Regions from separate parts of the Sus scrofa genome. Here region 1 is linked to region 2. The links are chromatin contacts, called in public Hi-C maps. All regions are on one chromosome and are shown on one strand. The core of a region is the stretch at or near the end of the contact, and the rest is flanking DNA. Distances in the headings are between cores, read along the strand shown. Region 1 has its middle 8.9 kb from the start of MBL1. Region 2 overlaps LOC110256808 (a long non-coding RNA gene).

Region 1 (3,800 bases), core at 432-2,931, 380 kb before region 2:
GCTTTTGGATGGGTGGATAGAACCACTTCTTCCCCTGGTCCAGCACCTGGTCATCTTTCCAGAATTCCTAAATGTATCCCTTGGCCTGTGTTCTTCCCCCTGTCTAGGATTGAGGCAACACCTCCCTGTATTCGCTTCCCAGTTCTTATCAGCAAGCTGTGGGGCCCCATGCAAGTTAGCTCAAGAGGAGGTAGAAGAGGAGTTCCCATCATGGCTCAGCAGTAATGAATCCGACTACTATCCATGAAGACACAGTTTTGATCCCCGGCCTCGCTCATTGGGATAAGGATCTGGTGTTGCCGTGAGCTGGGGTGTAGGTCACAGATACGGCTTGGATCCCACGTTACTGTGGTTGCGGCATAGGCTGGCAGCTATAGCTCCGATTCAACCCCTAGCCTGGGAATTTCCACATGCCATGGGTTCAGCTCTAAAAAGCCAAAAAAAAAAAAAAAAAAAGAGAGAGAGAGAGAGATGGTAGAAGATAATCCATCTAATATAAAGATGCTGGATTCTCAGGAGAGTCCAAAGATAGAAGTTGCTATTCATCCAGGCTTCCCAAGACCTGGACCAAGAGGGAAATTATGGATTCAAGATGACTGTCCAAATCATCTCTCTCAAACTCAAAGGCTGAGGGCAGGTTGTTTCCTTTACTAAGGGACATATGATGATTGACATCTCTTGCCCAGGGGACCTAAGAAGCCAGGTGCTCCGAGGACAGATCTTAGGAGCCTCAGGCTGCACACTCTCCTAGGAACATCAGAAATGGAGACGGGAGCTTCAGGACTCTGAGCAACCTCTTGAGCCCTTTTGTTGGTTCTGATGGAATAGCAGTCTTCACCATGGCATGCTGGCTCCCTGGGCCTCAGTCTCCTTATCTGTAAATTAGTCTGTAAAGGCTTCTCCCTTTTAACACTGGATCAATCAATGATCACACCGAGATTCAGAACTGCAGGGCCCACTTCGGGGGCAAAGCTACAGGATCTGAGAACTATCTTCTCTTTTTGTTACCTGCCAACGTTTTCCAAACTCATTGTGGTCTGAACACTTATCACCAATTTCTCAGGTTCATAGAAACCAGCCTAAGTGCATTAGAATGGCAATTCTAACAGACCTCTCCTCTCAAGATGGGGACTTTGAGTTTAAATTGTGTTTGTAAGCCACACGTATAAGCGGAAGTGTAGATACAATGTGATTGTGATTTGCTTCCTGTACCAGGAGGAAAATAACTACCAAAGCTGACAATATTCAAGGCCCAAGCGCCGACCTGGGTTCTGAATCCTGGTAGGGCAAGGCTTTGCTCCTTCAGGATAATCTTTCTTTGGAGTCTTCCAGCTCTACTGTTTCTTCACTTTTAGCCATGCCCAAGCCAGAGGATAGGTGCTGGGGGTGACAGCTGAAGACCTAGCATTCATATTCTTCCAATTCCCTTTCTGCCCAGGATTAGCCCACCTCCCTTCTCTGTGGCTGTCAGAGATGGGCCAGCACCAGGGGTCACAGTTTGCTCCTTGTTATCAGGGTTGTTTGCTCATTATTGTGTAACTGAACTGTGCTTTACAACCTGCCAGGAATCAGGGATTTTTTTTTTTTTCTCATTAACCAGGAAGGGATCAAATATTATCATGGAGCGTGCGCTGGAGATATTGGGAAATGGACTTTGAAAGCAATGTTGTCCTTATAACCCTGAGTGGCTGGTGGGGAGCTGGGAAGAGAGGAGGAGCTCCCGGGAGGTGGTCCACCTGGAAGGTGTGCCCTCAGCCCTGGCGGCAACTTCTGTGGGGAGGAGACAATGTCCCCAGCTGTGGACCCATGGTTTGTCCAGCCAAATTCAGTTGTCATGCTCAAAAGAAATGAAATGCAAGTAACCATTTATTAGCCAAACAAACACTTGGGCTGGGCCAGCCACCCTCAACCCCAAATCCAGTCTGCCCTGTCCTGACCAGCACAACACTTATACCACTTCAGGCAGCTCTTCAAAGCAGTGACCAGCAGAATTGCCTGGAATGTTCTACAAAATTATAGACTCTCAGCTCCACTCTGGACCAGTGAATCAGAATCTCGGAAATCAGTTAACTTCAGGAGGCCCCAAAGTGACACGGGTGTTTGGCCAGTTTCGGAAACCACAGCTCTCAGAAATACAGTCACCATAGCAGCTTTCTGCCTTCCCCTCACTTTTACAAGAGGGCCCAGAGGCAGTAAGCCAGGCTTCCCCTTTCTTTGCAGGCCCTTCATGAGGTGAACGGGGTCCTGCTTCACTCTCTGTTGTCAGACCCCAAACAATCTCCTTCAGCTGATCATGTCCTGCTGATGAAAAGCAACTGCTGACTAAAATCCTTCCCTGTGCATCTCCAGAGTCTTCCTGTGACCTCGGGGAGTGGGTCTGGGCCTGGAACGGCCCTGTGGAATGTCAGAGAAGGTGAGGCCTGGGCAGGTGAGACTCTTAGTAGGGAATTGTGTGCTCCCAGATTTGGGAGTATTTATATGTATTTTTGTGCACATGTGAGTGTGTGAGTGTCTGTAAGAAAACCAAGAGACCTGGTGCTTAAAATTTGCAACATCCTCTCATGAGGGGCTCAGCCTCTGCCCTCCCGCTAGCCTGTGCCCAGGACGCTCTCTGCACACCCCTCACTGAGGACCACTGGCTCTGGGTGGTTCCAGGGGTTCTGGGCGAGGGGTGTGGGTACTTGGTTATGAACTAAAGGGTCCACAAGTGGCTGTGAGCTGTGCACTGGGACCACCTAAGGCTCAACAGAGATTGTCTGGGGGCTAATGTGATTGCCCTCCCTAGCCAGGTCTTGGATTGTATGTCACCATTATTCCCTGGCTCCAAAGTCCTTATTTGACTACTGAGTCAAGGTTGGCCCAACCCCAGTCACCCTCACAGTGCCCTATTTTCCCTTCTTATTAGCAGTTACAGTCACCTGAAATCATCTTGATCATTTACCTGTTTAAGTTATGTCAATGTAGCAAAGTTAATTAAGAGCCAGACTGCCTGGATTCAAACCCTGGCTCTACCACTATGTAGCTGTGTGACCCTGGGCAAGTCACACACACTCTCGGTGCTTCAGTTCCCTTTTGGTGAAATTGGGATAATAATAGTGCCCACCTCACAGGGTTGTCCTGAGGGTTAAATAAACTGATAAGAGTAAGGCACTAAGTAAAGCACTGGCCTGCAGTAAGTGCCACGTGAGCATTTATTCTAGCTTCTGGTATGATCATTTTAAAACCCTGTAATTCACCTCTGCAGTTCTGGGGCCTAGAAAAGACCCGCATGCACACTCAATATCTGCGAATGAATAAATGAATGAACAGATGAATGGCTAATTCTCAGTCATCCCCAAAATGTGTGACCTGATTCCCTTCTCTAGAGCTCTTCTCAGCTCTAAGCTGGATCCAAGAGAGAAGAAGCCAAACTTCTGTTGCAATATGGCTCTGGGCATTGCCTCCTTTCTCAGGTAATTGGATTCAGTGTCTTTGTACCCCAGGAACTGTGGCCTCCTGCTGCCTTGTGCTGGTTGTCTCTAAGACAGAGCTGGCACATTCAGAGATCGCGTGGGGAGCCAGGCGAGAGGTGAGCCTGTCTGCAACTTTAGATGATCCTACTTTCCTCCTCTCCCCCTTCTCCCTGGTTGCTACACTTACTTGGGAACCTTTCCCTAAAATCCCTTCCCTGCAGGGCCCAATCCAGATGCCCTCTCCCACTGGGTGACCACACGTCTCCCACACCCTGGACCCAGACAGCCCTCACTGCTCAGCAAAGCCCACAGTACTGGTGGAATTCTCTGCTCCTTGTCTGTGTGTCT
Region 2 (3,467 bases), core at 756-3,255:
ATATCACCCCAAAGTGACCTTTGCAGTGGGCTTGTCCAGCTGGCAGTCACTGCCGCTGCCATCTGTGCAGAATCAGCCACTGTGGGGGGGCTGGGCCCTCCTGCCTGGGGCAGCCCTTCCATATTGCCCCCGCCCCATGGCTGAATTTGGGAGCTCTGTGTGGTCAGCAAAAGCCACTGCTGTCCAGGCTGGTGCTGTGAGAATTAAGTGCTCAGAGGGCCCGGGCGTCCAGGAGACAAGAAAGTGTGTGGTTTCAGTATGTTCAAAAGGGACAATCGCTTGCAGTTAGTAGATCTAGCGATCTAGTTGGGAGATAATGGTGTTTACCCCATATGAAGTATTCAATAGTTCTACTTGTGAATTTGTATTTATTTTGAGTTATACTTGACACAGAATTCCTTTTTTTTTTTTTTTAAAGAAAAATACTATGTGTGTATTTTGAAAAGAAAATTCATGGATGTTAAAATTTCTGCATGGTTTCCAATTTTTCTCACAACACTGAATTTGTTACCTTCTCCCGAAAGATCTTCACAGTGATTTTTGTCTGTATATATTTGAGGGCCTTTTTTAAAAAAAAAAGAAGAAAAAGAAAAAGACAAGAAAAATATAATTACTTGATTTTTGAGATTTAAAATAAACAAAAGGAGAGGCATTTTCAAAACTTCAGAGCTTTCAGGAGGGCAGTAGAATATCAAATGAAGATTTCTGGAAGTATTTTTTGCAAACCTTCTGGTTGAGCTGCAAGAAAATATTTATGGTGAGAACTTTTCTCTTTTTCCTGTTTTTTTTTTTTTTGGTTTGATTTTTTACTATGCTTTGGTCTGTAAAAAGTCTGCAACTGAATTACATTAAGGAAATATTGTCTACATAGAATATTATATGAAGTTGGTACATAATTCTGATGAGGAAAAAAAAAATCTTTGCAATTCTTTAAGCCATATTATTGTTATTCTCTCTTGTTTGCCTTGGATGAAAATATCAGTATTAAGTAGTCAGCATATTATTCAAGTGCTTATACTTATTAATATGTTCCTGTCCTGTATTTATACATATGTGTATTTTGGAAAGTATTGCCTTTTTGGAGGGAAGCTATTATTAGATACTTAGTGAAAAAGGGAATGGGAAGCTCTTTGAGCCTCTTCAGCTGAGGATAACACAGCACTATAATCCATTCTCTTGCACCTTCTTATTATTATCTTGTTATTATGGTTATTAATCTTGTGGGGGGGCAGGAGTGAGCTAGGGGAACAGGGGGCATGTGACTGATTAGCCCCTCTATGGTTGGCCAGCTCCAAAGATGGCCTCCTTGGCCTGATCCAGGGCTTCCGGTCAGAACAGCCCAAAGAGGGAAGAGGAAGACAGACTTCACACCGTTCCTTTTGGAGCTTTGCCATCTGAGCCATGTCCCAGGTCCCCATGCTCTTTGAACTTGGATTTGTCCCCCTGCCCTCCACCATCTAATGGACTTGAATCTACTCGAAATGAATATTTAACCCAGCATCACTACATCACAGCCCAGAGCGACAGCTAACCCTGAAATCTGGGAGGCGTCCAGCCTTGGGGAATTCATCGCTCTCTGTTGCCAACCTCACTCGACGTCCTCCACTCGCATGTGGTGACCCTGTCCATGTCTGTATCTGTTAATATGTGTGTGTCCAGCTAGAAAGACAAACAGAACCCGTGGGCCAGCTCGGAGGGTGCGTGGAGGAGGCTCCCGACCGCTCCCGAGGGCCGCCCTCGGGATGGCATTCCGTTGTGTGCCTTATTCCTGGAGAATCTGTATACGGCCTGCCTATAGAAATATAGCCTTTTCATGCTGTATTAAAAGGACTCTTAAAAGCAAGAGAGGCTCCTGGTTTCCTTGTTTACGCAGAGTGTCCGTGGGAGCTAGACGTTTTCACAGACCAGAGGGGCCAAGTAGGGCGGGAGGACTCGGAGCCGCCCTTCTGCTGTCATGAGTCTGGGACGTCCGGTCCTTGCCCTGCCTCCACACCATTGATTTGCCTTCTCCCAGCCCCTCTGTCCCCAAGCAGACACTCTCTCCAGGGTGAACGCCCTCCCCAAGCAGGGCCCCAGACTGGGCGAGATTGTCAGCACATTAGGTCACAGTTAGCTCAGCGATGGGACTCCCGGTGACCATATATAGGAGTGAATCTTCCTCGGAGATGCAGCCTCGGGCCTCGCCACCACAGCTCCCACTCGGATCTCTCGCCAGGATCAGGATTTGGACCTCAGACACTGGGCATCCCACAGTGAGCAAAGTGAAGTGTCCGGGGCCTCCTGGAAAGACCCTGGGAAAGGGGACAGAGGACTCGTCTGAGCAAGGACCCAGGCTGGGCTGTCTCCAGGTGGGGCTCTTGCTGAGGGCCACAGACAGGAAGCCACAGCTCATAAGGCCTGGAGCCACAGCCAAGAAAGTCTGAGGGAGCCACCTGCATATGGAGCCCTGAGGCCCAGGGTCTTCGCACTTGTGGTTCTCAACCTGGCTGCTCACCAGAATCGCCCATGGGAACCGCCTTGGTCTCACCCGGAGATGCTTGAGAAACCAGCCTGGGTGTCCTTAAAGTCCCTGATCAGTCCAGCATGCAAGGCTGAGAAGTATAGGGCTTTGAAATGGTCTCTAGGGTCCTATGGGGCCAGTGGTGATGGCTGTAAGGAGACTGGTGGGTGGTGGGGTGGGGGGGGTGAGGGGTTTCAGCTCGCTGGAGGGACATCCCCTCCCCAGCTCCAGCCAATTGCTGCTATCTAAGAATACACTGTCTGGGGCAGAGGGGGGAGAGGGGGCGGCAAGAGACTAGGAATTCAGGTTGTTATGTGAAATTTTCCAATTTTTAAATTTTGGCAACTAGTTTATTAAGTTTTTTTAAAATTTTTTCTTTTTATGGCCGCACCCACAGCATATGGAAGTTCCTGGGCCTGTGGTTAAATCTGAGCCACAGCTGTGACCCGAGGCACAGCTGCGGCAATGCTGGATCCTTTAACCCACTGTACCAGAGCGGGAATCGAACCCACACCTCCACAATGACCCAAGCCGCTGCAGTCAGGTTCTTAGCCCACTGTGCCATGGCAGGAACTCCTTAAATTTTTAAATAGCCAAACTATCCGCGAGCCGGCCCATGCCTCTAGACAGCAACCTCTGAGATGGAACAGTGAAACTAAGATGTGAGTCCTTGGGGTCAGGGACCATGGGTTGGGGAGAAGTGGGGGACAGGAAGGAACAGAGGCTCCTGACTCCAGAGGCAGGACCTATTAGCTTATTTGGGGTACACAGCAAATCCTGGCAGCCACCATGCCCTTTCCTGCTCATTGGCACAGAGGAAGGATTAATTCACTTCCTGGTGCCTGGCTTCAGGGTGAGTGAAATGGCAGGCAGGACCAGAACTGGCCTGACGCAGGTGGGTGGCACCCCAGCAGGATGGGCAAAGGAGAGAATAATCCCCCATGAGAGCCTCTCCACCTGCAGCCCA

The links. A called contact is a pair of places that touch in the nucleus more often than the background predicts.
Region 1: a Hi-C map of liver shows a contact between it and region 2, with 2.8 times the contacts expected there. The contact joins two enhancer-like sites. A contact is called at or near these places in 1 of 5 promoter capture datasets (liver) and 1 of 47 Hi-C or Micro-C datasets (liver).

The regions. Positions count from the first base shown.
Region 1 is chr14:82,074,327-82,078,126 of Sscrofa11.1, reverse strand. No RefSeq gene overlaps it. Among named protein-coding and RNA genes, the nearest start is that of MBL1, 8.9 kb to the left of the region's middle. Within about 2 kb of position 1,681, at least 9 of the 83 cell types and tissues checked have an H3K27ac peak or open chromatin away from gene starts, as enhancers often do. A contact at or near this core is called in liver, where this site is marked.
Region 2 is chr14:81,696,364-81,699,830 of Sscrofa11.1, reverse strand. LOC110256808 (a long non-coding RNA gene) reads right to left here. Exons shown (of 2, transcript XR_002338824.1): 2 at 771-2,291. It overlaps ZCCHC24 (zinc finger CCHC domain-containing protein 24), which reads left to right. Exons shown (of 4, transcript XM_021073637.1): 4 at 1-411. Among named protein-coding and RNA genes, the nearest start is that of PPIF, 23 kb to the right of the region's middle. Within about 2 kb of position 2,005, at least 31 of the 83 cell types and tissues checked have an H3K27ac peak or open chromatin away from gene starts, as enhancers often do. A contact at or near this core is called in liver, where this site is marked.